3 separate regions of the Pan troglodytes genome follow, and regions 1 and 3 are each linked to region 2. A link is a contact called in public Hi-C and HiChIP or PLAC-seq data. All regions are on one chromosome and are shown on one strand. The core of a region is the stretch at or near the end of the contact, and the rest is flanking DNA. Distances in the headings are between cores, read along the strand shown. Region 1 holds the start of NUBPL (NUBP iron-sulfur cluster assembly factor, mitochondrial). Region 2 holds the start of ARHGAP5 (Rho GTPase activating protein 5). Region 3 overlaps AKAP6 (A-kinase anchoring protein 6).

Region 1 (4,018 bases), core at 1,290-3,789, 500 kb after region 2:
TTAAACGAAATATTGCATGTAAAATACTTAGCCTAGGGCAAAGACTTGATAAATTCGTTTTTATAAGTTACAAAATTCTGAATTTCAGGTACAAGATAGGTTACACATAATACAACTTTAAGGCAGAAACTTTCAGAGGGCAATTCATTTTAGAGTTAGGTTCTTCCTACATTTAAACAATAGAATCACTGAGCATATTTGCATTAGTCAAATGTCATCATTCTAATCTAAAACATCTCTAGCATGTATATTCAAATGGGAAGTATTTTGAAGTAGTTTGAGGCAGGAATAAATACATATAAGGAAAAGAAATATATTAATAATACCAATAGAGTTACACAAAAATAACCTATTTTTAAGACTTAGATATGCTCACAGAGCTGTTAAGAAAAAGTATGGGCCAGCTTTTCAGGACAGATGGTATAATGTTAACAGAAAAAAAGTGAGAAAGGGACATTTACTGAAGCACCCATTACATGTCACATGTTGTATACTTTCTCATACATTTTCCTGTTTAAATGCTTTCACATTTCATGGCAACAATCATCTTCCAACTAAAAATAATAAACAAACAATCTTAAACAAGTGCCAGCCTACAGACCCAACAAATTACAAAATGCAAAGAACTTATGGCTACAATCATGAAAACACCTTCCATCCTTATCCAGTTCAAGTAATCACAGAGCATGCAAAAGGATTCAAACCACTGAAAACTGGAAAATGTACTCCAAAAGGTTCTAGAACCAAAAACTAAGAGCTTCTAAATTTTAAAAACAACCAGATGGATTGTAAACATTTAGGAAAGAAAGGAAAAATGTGCAGGAGAGCGCATGAATTCATTAAGAACAGATTATTAATTTTTTTAACAATATGGTATCTATCAAATAGTAATGGATTAGGGATCTACCACAAATACAATATTTGGTAAATCTTAACTTTTCCAAAACATCTGACAAATTCTTCCACAATTCCCTTCTGATAAAAATGGGAAAAAATGAGCTAATAGGCGGGGCGCGATGGCTCACACCTGTAATCCCAGCACTTTGGGAGGGCTAGGCGGGCGGATCACGAGATCAGGAGATGGAGACCATCCTGGTTAACACGGTGAAACCCCGTCTCTACTAAAAATACAAAAAAAAAATTAGCCGGGCGTGGTGGTGGGCGCCTGTAGTCCCAGCTACTTGGGAGGCTGAGGCAGGAGAATGGCGTGAACCCCGGGAGGCGGAGCTTACAGTGAGCCGAGATTGCGCCACTGCACTCCAGCCTGGGCGACTGAGCGAGATTCCGTCTCAAAACAAACAAACAAAAAAAAAAAGTTACTAGATGTTTTAAAAATAACAGCAACCAATTATTGAACACTAGTAAACACTAAGCTAAGTGGTTAGCTTGTGCAATTTGAATAACCATCTTATGAAAGAAGTTATCTCCATTTTACAGTTAAGTGAACTGAAGATTTGCTGTACAATCTGACCACTTTTTCCTGAGTTAAGGGGTAGGAGACCCGGCTAGTACCTACTTCTGTCTAACTCCAAAATCTAAGCGTCTACCCGCTACCAACTCCTGAAACTAAGGAATCACATGTTAGGAACTTCACAAATAAATTTTTAAAACACAAAACTATAATTTTAATAGTGTGCACTTGTCTGTTGGCATAAGTTCTTAATCAGGAATAGAATTAATACCCTATAATACCTGCTGTAGTAGATTTTCCGACTCCACCCTTTCCAGAAGCCACAACTATAACTTGTTTAACACCTTCTATCGGTTTCTGCTTTGGAAGTCCTCGGGACATGATTTGTGTTCTTCTTTGTTTTAGGGTCTCACTCCCGGCGCCAGACAACTTTAAAAAATAATAATAATAAAAAGCCGTTTTAAATAAGCCATCTCCATCATCACACTGTAAAAGTAAAAACAATCTGGGGCTTGCAATTAAGAGGGCTTTCTTTTCTAATTCTGCTCATCTTCACTATGGAGACATTTACCTACTACTACTGATAACAATTGTAAAGACACATTGCTTAAATTGAAATTTTTCTAGCAGGATACGCTGAACGTTTAAAAATGTAAAAACGCTGCCTCTTTACGGAGATAAGGCTTCCACGTGTTTTGCTTTTCTTCAATCTATTTGATAAATAACCCAAAGCCAAGAAAGCAATGTAGAATACCACATCTACGTTCTAACTGTGTTTCAAGTCCCGCCACGCCTCAGCCTGGGTCTGCCTGAAAAGTAGGCACGTCCAGCACACTGGGGGTCTCAGGAACTGAGGCGAGTCTTTGGCAAGAAGCAATGCCAGGGCATCTGCGGCCCTGCAGCCCAGCATCTGTCAGCCCGCTTCCCCGTGCCCTGCAGCACCACGGACCTGGCGCCCACAAACCATCGCTCGGCTTCCCCCAAGCGGGGCAGTGGCCCCGCCACCAGCCCGGAGCGACACCCCACCAAAAATCAGCAGACGCTGCCAAATCCCCATGACGCGGAACGCTGCTGTGAGCCCTGCTGGGAAACTGTCGCGGGTGGCGCGGAGTGATGACGTCACGGAGCAACGCTAGGCTTTCTCTTCCTAGCAACCGGTCTTCTTTGGTTTGTTGGCTCAGGAACCCAATCTGCATGATCTTGTTTATAGCCAGCTACAAACATTTTGCAGCGTTTTACTAAACGTTTGTGAAGTGTTGTCATATACAACATCTCTTATGATACTTACAGAAGTCCCGAGGTAGACAGAAGACTTACCTAGTATACTCTTTTTATGGACAAGAAAACGGAGAAAGTTTAAAGAGACTTGACCCAGCTTAACAAAAGTAGGAAATGGGGGACCTTGAAAATGACTCCAGGATTTCTTACTAAGCAGTATATGGTCATTTAAATACTACCACCGTTAAGGATTTTACCTTTTTATTTTATTTTTTCCTGTGTGATCTACAGTGAGAGTCTGTTTTGCGTTGGTATTCATGGCTTGTGTTGCTGACAGTTCCCTGAAAGAAAGGTCAGGTTGCTTTACCAGCAACCTGGTAAAGAACTTTGCAAGTTCTTCCAGACTTAAGACTCATTTATTTAACAAATATTCGTTGAGCAACTACTATGTACCGAGTACTACAGTAGACTTAAAATATTCAGCATTGAGACCGACATAATTCCTCCACTAAAGGGCTTTATAATCCAGTGCAAAAGACAGAATAAGTTAACAAAAAAATTGCGGTATAATATGATAAGTACAGGAGAAAAGCATTGAGGGATACAGGAGAAAGGACAAAGTGATACAAAGAAAGGGCACTCAATTCAATCAGGGGAAGCTTCTAAATTAGGTAATATCTAAGCTGAATCCTGAATCTGAATAATGTGTAGAAGTTAGCTGGGAGAATGGCAAGGAGATTGTTGTAAAGAGGTTAGAAATGGACTGCTAAGGCTAGGCATGGTGGCTCACGCCTGTAATTCCAACACTTTGGGAGGCCAAAGCAAGAGGATTGCTTGAGCCAGGAGTTCAAGGATGCAGTGAGCTATGATTGCACCACTGCACTCCAGCGTGGGCAGCAGAGTGACACCTTGTCAGAAGAAGAAGAAAGAAGGAAGGAGGAAGGAGGAAGAGGAAATTAAAAGGAGAAGAAAGAAGAAGGAAGAAGAAAGAAGAAGAGAGTAGGAGGAAGAAAGATGAAAGAAGAGAGAAAAGCCCCCGCCCGGTCAGCCGCCCCGTCCCGGAGGGAGGTAGGGGGCAGACCCCGCCCGGCCGCCACCCCGTCCGGGAGGTGGAGTCGCCTCTGCCCGGCCACCCCGTCTGGGAAGTGAGGGGCCCCTCTGCCCAGCCGCCACCCTGTCTAGGAGGTGTACCCAACAGCTCATTGAGAACGGGCCATGATGACGATGGCGGTTTTGTCGAATAGAAAAGGGGGAAATGTGGGGAAAGGAAAGAGAGATCAGATTGTTACTGTGTCTGTGTAGAAAGAAGTAGACATAGGAGACTCCATTTTGTTCTGTACTAAGAAAAATTATTCTGCCTTGGGATGCTGTTAATCTATAACCTTACCC
Region 2 (4,026 bases), core at 1,062-3,561:
TGGAATTGACAAACTCGCCCCCCGCCCCCACCTGTAGAAAGCAACATAAGCAAGTACTAGTAAATACAGCGAAGCATTTTGCTGTTTTACACCTGAACATTTAAAAAAAAATTCAGTTTCCTACCTATCACAAAGGAAAAAGTAAATGATCGATAAGAATTTAAACTTAAAACGTAAGCACAAACCCATCTATATGCCTATCTTGCTCGATCTCAAAATATTTGAATTCCCATTTATTAAGCGATGGCCAAATCCGAATTTCTATCACATGGTAGAAGTATAAGCGTCTCCCCTACAACTTTTTCGGGATTTTACTAAACGGCCTAATAACAGTTTGCCCTTACTTCCGTGCACCTTTCAACCTCAGCTACACCCCGAGCCTCCAGCTCTCTTGCATTTCTAATAACGCTGAAGAGGGAGGGTGAGAGGGAGTGAGTATTTCTGTGTGGATAAGTGCGCGCGCGCTCCCGCGCGGCTCCCCACCCCCACCCCGATACTTTTCTTTAGTGGAAAGAGAGGAAGAATCTGGAGGTTATTCTAGCGAAAACTCAGTATCAAAGCCTCAACCCAGTCGCAGTCAGCCCATAGGACTCTGGGCTCTGGATGCGCAGTGCAACTTCTCATATCTTACTCCAAGCTTCAAAGCAGATGGAAAATTGGTGAAGAGAACCCAGGGAGGAGTCGAGGAGATGAGGGAAAGTGAAAGGGCCGATCCCCCCTACACGGCGTTTAAGTTTGCAACCGAGACTGTGTTTCCGCGAATCTGCACCCGCCCCGTGTACCCTTTCCAGGTGGAACTCGTTAACAGCAGCAACCCGGCCAACGGACACCGCCACCTCCCCTCTCGACGGACCACCCGAGACTCGAGCAAGTGAGGCGGCGGGCGAGAGCGGACGCCTGGCGGGGCCGGCGATCCCCGGCCAGCATCAGGCCTCCGCCGACCCTGGCCCCGTCACCTGTGGAGAAAGCACCCCCTCCCCCGGCCTCTCTGCCCTTCACGCCGAACGTATCCCTAACGCTGCAGCTGCTGCCCGCCCGGCCTGCGAAAACCGAGCGCAGCGCCAGGCTCCCCTCGGCGGCCGCGGGGCCCCAGCCCCTTCAACTGGTTACAACCGGCAGCGGCGACCGAGCGGGGCAGCTAGCCGCAGGAGGGTCCCCGTCCGGGAGGGGGCAGGCAGGCTTGGAGGAGCGGGGTCCGCAAGGTCCTACCTAACAACGTCGGTCTCCTCCGTCTCCTCCTCAACGGCAGCGGCCCCGGCGGTGGCGGCGGCAGCGACATTCCTGGGGACCGCTCCCGCCGCCGCCGCCTCCTCCTCCACTCTCTGCTCGCCTCTCTTCCTCGGCGCGCTCACCGAGCGGCGCGTCCCTTCAGCCACCTCCCCCCGCCCTCCCCGACACACACGCCCCGAAACCCTGAGCCCCACGGCTCCCGCAGCCAGCTCACCCACCCTCCCTCCCTCCCCGCCACCAGCGGCGGCCCGTCCCTCCCCCCTTCCCCAGCGCCCGCCGCCGCGCCGGGCTCAGTAATGGCGGCCACTCGGGCTCCCTCGCGCTGACGGATTTCTCTCCCTCTCTCCCGAACTTTACCTCAGCATCTCTCCCGGCGCGCGCAGCCACACACCCGACCGGGGGCGGAGCGGCGGCGCAGCCTGGACGGGACGCGCGCGCGCGCGCGCACCCGCGCTGCCCTCCGCACAATCCCCCCGCCCCCGCCCCCTCACCTCGCGACGCCTCCCGCGCCGCGCACCCGGCACGGCCCCGCCCCTGCCCTCGTCTCCCGGGAGCCTGGGAAGGCGCGAGCGATCCAGTCGGAGGGAGGGGGACGAGCGCGCGGGGCCGCGTCCTCGCTCGCGTCCCCGCTCCCTCCTCCCCTCTGCTTCTCCCTCCCCTCCACTCCCCCATTGGCTTCTACCCCTCCCCCTTCTTCCTCCGCCTCTCCCACCATTGGTTCCCTCCCCTACTCCATTCCTTCTCACCTTTTCCCTTTTACCCATTGGCGTGAGTATTTTTCCTCAGCTTCCCTCTTTCCCCGTATTCTGCTCCTCCTCAGTCCCATCCTCCACGCTTTGGAAGCTACTGCCTTGCTGCCCGGAGCGCCGTCGTCTCCGAACCTCCCCTGCTTTCTCCCTTTCCTTCTGTTCCGGTTTCTGGTCGTAACTCAAGAGCAAACCACCGTACTGCAAAGGAACCAGATATTGTGCTCGCGGTTCCAAACCGGGCATGGGCACCGAATGCTTCTCGATAAATCCCCTTATGGTCTCTGAGCATTAAAGAAAGCAAGGGAGGAAAACATGCGCCCAAGCTCGTTCGCAGGAACATGTTCGCGTGTCTGCGCCTGTGTGCGCAGCCAGTTTTCTGGCTGAGGATCGCTCGCCAACTACAGACATCACCCGCCCAGGACCCGGTGCCACACTCACCCAGAAGACGAAACTCCACAGGAGCGAGAAGAGGAGTCCATTTCTCCGTCGGCTCGGCACGGCACGGGGATGCAGGCCCCTGATTCAGTACGTTCTGTGAAAGTGGAGCGAGAAGCCCCGTGGGGCGGGTCTCAGGGTGGCCCAAAAGACCCCTGTTCACGCCACTACCAGCCTAACTTTAGGAACTGTCGTCCACCTGGCTTTTATTATACTGCCTTAAACATATTCACTTTTTTGAGACTCTAGAAATTTCACAAGTTTTGGGGTACAGCACACTGGGCTTTGGGTGTGTTTCTCATGAGGGCACTGACGCTGAATGGTGCAGTGAGAAAGGACGGTAGAAACCACTGCCTTTGCTTTTACCATTGAAGAAACTGAGGTCCTGTGACTTTCCCGAGGTCATCGGAATCTGCCTTGCACAGGAGACTTAAAATAGTTGCCAGCAGATAAAAGAATGAGCAAAACCATATCTACTCCAATTTGTTAAGTCTGAAAGAAAGTAATTGAGGGGGGATTCCTCTTTTGGGAAATATTTATTTCCTGCATTGAAAATAGTTTAATGTTAGTAAACATATAAAAAGTATTTTAAATTCAAGTTATTCTTTATTTCTTATGTTACGTAAGGTACTGAAGTTAGCCAAGGTTGCTTTTGTGTTATAACGATGCAGCTGCTGCCAACCAGAAGTACATTTACGGTCTGTCAGTAAAGAAAACAAAAACTGCCTGTTGGTAAAAATCTGTTAGAAAATATTTGTCAGTAAATCTGTCACAATATTCCAGCAGAAGTTCTGTTCGTTTTTCCGTCTTCCTGCCCTTCATATTTCTCAAAGGTAGACTTAATAAAGGTAGAAGAGACATTTCTAATTTTTCTATATATCTCTTGCTCCCTAATTTCTAAAAGGCATAACTAAAATGCTTTATTCGAGCCACTCCCTTGCATCTGAACCCTACCTACCAAGTAGGTTAAGAGTAGGTTAGGTAAGGTCTGTAGCTACTTCTTTCTTTCAGTTACAAATTGTAGGTGGGAAAGAAGGATGCGGAAGGAAACTTGCAATGAAAGCAAACAGAAAGAAAAAGAAGTAAAAAAGGAGAGAAGGGAATTTGGTGGGTGGTCCAACCATCAAAATGTGGTACTAATGCCATAGGTATCTACACCACTTATGTAAGTTGGAATGTTAATGCATTCCAACGCATGTTTTTATCTTTGTACTGAAAGCCCTTAAGAATACCTGAAGTAAACATATAAAAAGTATTTTAAGTTCAAGTTATTCTTTCTTATGTTACGTAAGGTACTGAAGTTAGCCAAGGTTGCTTTTTAGTGTTATAATGATGCAGTTCAAAGTCATAACCTGAATAAGATGTTAAGTACTATAGAGTGTACACCCTAAAGATACCTTAAAAATTATGTCCTAAATAATCAGAAATTTTAATAATCATGGACATGTGTCAACATAAACCAAAGCCAAATAAATCAGGGCTTCTAAAGAAAACGTTAAAAAGGTGTAATGTTCAGTTATAGGACATGATACTGGAGGCAGGGAAGACTTGAAATCTCATTTATTATAATGAAGACACCAGAAGACGTTAAAAAAAAAAAAGATCACGATTT
Region 3 (4,181 bases), core at 1,569-4,068, 400 kb before region 2:
TGCAATATATCTTTGAGGATAATGCACACAAGGAAAGTTCAACTTAAACCTCTTCCAGATCCTACTTTGCTGTTTACTTATGTCCAAGTAGGGTCTGAGATGACTTTGGGGGCTTCCAAATAAGGAGGCACTATGCATTTCTCCCCAAGCCTCTCAACTCAGTAAGGAAGTGCTTCTATATAGATCCACCCTCCTTGCCTAGCTTTCTATGGATAAAGATTTTTAAAACTAAACATTATAAAATCTTTAAGAGCATGAGGTCAGTATTTTTGTCACTTGTGTTTACTGCTATGCCAAGAATAGTTTGACATATGGTAGGCATTAAATATTTGTTGAATTGATAAATATAAGGTCCTAGAAAATATATCACAAAAATATGTTTAAGAACAATATATTAAATGTTTATTTCTGCATATAAACATGAAAATTTAAAGGTACCAAATAGATAATAATTATAATATTATACAAGTACTACTAGTTAAAAATGTACTTAAAACATTTTTATGAGTAGTTAAAAGAGCTGAAGGCCAGCTGCAGTGGCTCATGCCTGTAATCCCAGCACTTTGGGAGGCCGAGGCGGGCGGATCATGAGGTCAGGAGATCGAGACCATCCTGGCTAACATGGTGAAACCCCTTCTCTACTAAAAAAAAAATACAAAAAAATTAGCCGGGCGTGGTGGCGGGCACCTGTAGTCCCAGCTACTTGGGAGGCTGAGGCAGGAGAATGGCTTGAACCCAGGAGGTGGAGCTTGCAGTGAGCGGAGATAAGCCACTGCACTCCAGCCTGGGTGACACAGCGAGACTCCGTCTCAAAAAAAAAAAAAAAAAAAAAAAAAAGAGCTGAAAATGATTTCTGTCTGCAGACTCTGCTCATCAGATTAAGATGGAAGGATGCAGGTGAGCAGGTTGGTTGCATGCCAGTGCTGCAAAGAGAAGCTGGTTTTGCTCGATCTTCCACATTGATAGAATTCATAGGATGCTTTTTTGGAAGCTTTGCTCTGCACAGAATTGTCAATATGCACCTGCCATCAGTCCTTCAAGACATCTTGCCCAAAATATCACCTTTAAAATAAGAAGCCACAACAAAAACTAACATTCACTAAAAAGGATTAATGGAGGGGATGCCTGAATCAGCTGTAGCCAATGTGAAGGTAGAATGGTGTTGTAAATAAGAGAGCAGAAGGCTTTAGAGATGCCCTGAACATCAGCCTTAGCATTATTATTATAATAACAACTGTGGGTCTTTGGAAGAGAAGCTTAACCTCTGTGCCTCAGTTTCCTGTGTTGTACGTCAGGACTAGGACCCACATCACAGGATAAGGACAAAACATGATAGTGCATGCAAAGTATCTGGCATATAGTAAGCGCTGAACAAAGGTTCACTGTGATTATTATACATCCATAAACCATTGAAAGTAAATTATAGACGAGTACTACACTGAGATGTACATTCCTTTGTATAAGGAATGTTCATCAGGCTGTAGCTCTACGTATGTATTTCCAGAGAGAACATTTAAAGAAATATACTTCCTGTGTCTCAAAAGTACAAAATTGAGAACAAATGTGCTACAGCTGTGGAAGTGAACATATGTACACCTCTCCCAAATGAATGGTAGGTTAGAATTTTCATCTGTTTTGCCAAGAAATTCATATAATTCCTATTCTCCAAAGCAAATAGCAAATAAACAAATTTATAGAAATTTAACAGAGAAATCTGGAATCAGAACAAATTTTGGAAAATGAGTGAAGTGCAAATATCAAACAATTTCTAAAATAAATGCAGGACCAAATGAACTGGAAACATATTCCATGAAGGAAACTTAAATCCTCATCCCCCTTGGGGAAAAGTGCTAGTTTCCTGCAAGATTCAATCCCTATTTCTTTAATGGGTGTGAACTATAAGCCAGCCCCACCTGGAATTTAGTTTGATTACAAATAAGTTTGTCAGATTGTTTACCTTGAAATCTTTCTTCTCTCCTAAAGAATTCTAAGAAAGGTACTCGCAGTCACTCAGCTTTTTCATCAGAGAACTTGCTTGTATACAGATGTTGAACCATGTGAGACTACCATTCAATTGCCTTTGACCCACAAAAACAGCAATTTCATATGGTTCACTTATTCTACGTTGGATGGAAGTGGTCTAGGAAGAGTTGAGGGGTTAAGGCAGTGGCTCCATAAAGAGAAGATATTTATTCCTTGTTAATGAATTTCACCTCCTCCAAGTTGTTGTGTCACAAAACAAAACACGTGTTGAGGAAGTAGAATCGCTTCATGTGGAAATAATTAAATTCTCTTAGCATTGATGAAAAGAGACAGTGGGCTGGGCACCGTGGCTCACACCTGTAATCCCAGCACTTTGGGAGGCCGAGGCGGGTGGATCACCTGAGATCAGGAGTTTGAGACCAGCCTGGCCAACATAGTGAAACCCCGTTTCTACCAAAAATACAAAAATTAGCCAGGCACGGTGGTGCATGCCTGTAATCCCAGCTACTTGAGAGGCTGAGGCAGGAGAATCGCTTGAACCCAGGAGGTGGAGGCTGCAGTGAGCTGAGATCGTGCCACTGCACTCCAGCCTGGGTGACAGAGATCCTGTCTCAAAAAAAGAAAAAGAAAAAGAAAAAAAGACAGTGATGCTCACATTGAGAACAGCAGCAGATCCATGACCCAGCTGTATGAGGTGTCAAGGAAGTGTAACTATTAACCAAACAAAGAAAACAATGGCGTCCTGCCCACTGTGCTGGGATGAAAGCCACATATGTGGTGGATGAACAAGTTATTCTGAGAAACAAGACCAGGCAGTTACCTACCATCTAAAGCACTAGACTGTCAGTCCCCCCGCAGCTCCCGGTAATCCACACCCCTTCAAATGAACCTTGTCCTGGCAGGTTTACTAGAGTTGCAAAATGCTTGGATCTGCAGGAATGCAAGGAGCAAGCACCTCACCCCACTAATTTGGCATTTCAAGCTCTTCTTCCTTTCTCTCTTTCTGCTTTGGAATTTTCATTAGAGTATGACATTTGACTCATTCTGAGAGCAAACATTATATTTTCTGGCTTTTCTAATTTGAAAAACAGATGGTCTCCTCACTGGCCCTAGGGAAAAAAGAAAAACTTGTTTTAACAATTTCATCTGGCTTCTACTTCTCATTTTCTAGTTTTCAAACATGTAATTCTATTATTACCTGTTGTATGTGAGGCTGTGGGCAGCCTCTGAAGTAGTAGGCTTCCTGCACAGCACTATGTCTGAGGGCCACACCTCATTTTCTCCCGTCTTCACTGCAGTCCCCATCCCCATTGCCCACAAAAAGCAAAGTAAAAAGTAACTCTAAATTATCATCTATGTTATAAGTATTGCTTCAAAACTTGTGATAAGAAAGCTGTAGGTCAGTCTTAGAGAAAATACAAAAACACAGAAACTGTTTTTCACATTATAGCTCCAACATTCCACAGGGATTTATATTTAGGCAAATATGTGTGTTTGGTTGAGCTTCTGGGCTCAACTTTAATCATTCTGAGAGAGAAAGAATCCAACCAGTTTAAACTAGATTTTCACTCTTTGTAACCCATGTGGCATTCCAAACATTTCTAAGCATTAGGATTACATCATTTTCTCTTTTTTTTCCTTTAATACAAACAGCCATTATATTCTATTTTCACGACCTTTAAGTTCCCAATATCAAATTACCCAGCTGTTGTTTCAATCTCTCTTAGTTGCTAAGAGATGGTGATGGTGGCAGACCAGACCGATTTTCTTCAACATAGAATTGTAAGCTGACATAAGAGGGAACTAAATTCAGCCAGAGCACAATGAGCCCAACAGTTGGCAGCCAGGCTGTGTGTCTTTTCACAGCTGCAGGAGACAGTTGGTGCAGAGAACCTCGTTGCCTTCTCCCTGCCAACATCACTGCCATGTTTTCATGCATTCTCCACAATGCCTCTCAGCAAAGAGGGGCATTGCCATTTGCATTACAGGGATCAGTCTGCTGTAATATTGCCTCTCCTAGAATTAAGTTCCGTGGCTAAAGACCATGATCTTTTCTGGGTCAAGCCATTCTTTAGTAATAATAGAGAAAACACTTCTATTGAATGCAGTGGACAGCATTTATACTTGCCCTCCTCCTACCCCACCTTATGATCAAAACACTTATTTACCCCACCTGCTAAGCAGTGTTGACTGCTTAT

The links. A called contact is a pair of places that touch in the nucleus more often than the background predicts. HiChIP or PLAC-seq counts read pairs in DNA pulled down with a chosen protein or histone mark.
Region 1: an H3K4me3 HiChIP or PLAC-seq map of stem cell-derived excitatory neurons shows a contact between it and region 2, with 9 times the contacts expected there. The contact joins the promoter of NUBPL here to the promoter of ARHGAP5 in region 2. A contact is called at or near these places in 1 of 7 Hi-C or Micro-C datasets (blood) and 1 of 1 datasets of contacts at active chromatin or transcription factors (stem cell-derived excitatory neurons).
Region 3: a contact with region 2 is called in a Hi-C map of stem cell-derived neural progenitor cells, with 2.7 times the contacts expected there. The contact joins the enhancer-like site here to the promoter of ARHGAP5 in region 2. A contact is called at or near these places in 2 of 7 Hi-C or Micro-C datasets (induced pluripotent stem cells and stem cell-derived neural progenitor cells) and 1 of 1 datasets of contacts at active chromatin or transcription factors (stem cell-derived excitatory neurons).

Annotation. Positions count from the first base shown.
Region 1 is chr15:29,813,357-29,817,374 of NHGRI_mPanTro3-v2.0_pri, reverse strand. It overlaps NUBPL (NUBP iron-sulfur cluster assembly factor, mitochondrial), which reads right to left and starts at 2,539. Exons shown (of 11, transcript XM_522815.7): 1 at 2,361-2,539; 2 at 1,693-1,840. The coding sequence starts at 2,468. LOC107968139 (a long non-coding RNA gene) reads left to right here and starts at 2,709. Exons shown (of 3, transcript XR_001709083.3): 1 at 2,709-2,796.
Region 2 is chr15:30,317,003-30,321,028 of NHGRI_mPanTro3-v2.0_pri, reverse strand. ARHGAP5 (Rho GTPase activating protein 5) reads right to left here and starts at 2,311. Exons shown (of 7, transcript XM_016925972.4): 1 at 1,977-2,311.
Region 3 is chr15:30,713,873-30,718,053 of NHGRI_mPanTro3-v2.0_pri, reverse strand. The region is part of intron 3 of AKAP6 (A-kinase anchoring protein 6); the gene reads right to left. Among named protein-coding and RNA genes, the nearest start is that of AKAP6, 260 kb to the right of the region's middle. Within about 2 kb of position 2,818, at least 8 of the 24 cell types and tissues checked have an H3K27ac peak or open chromatin away from gene starts, as enhancers often do. A contact at or near this core is called in stem cell-derived neural progenitor cells, where this site is marked.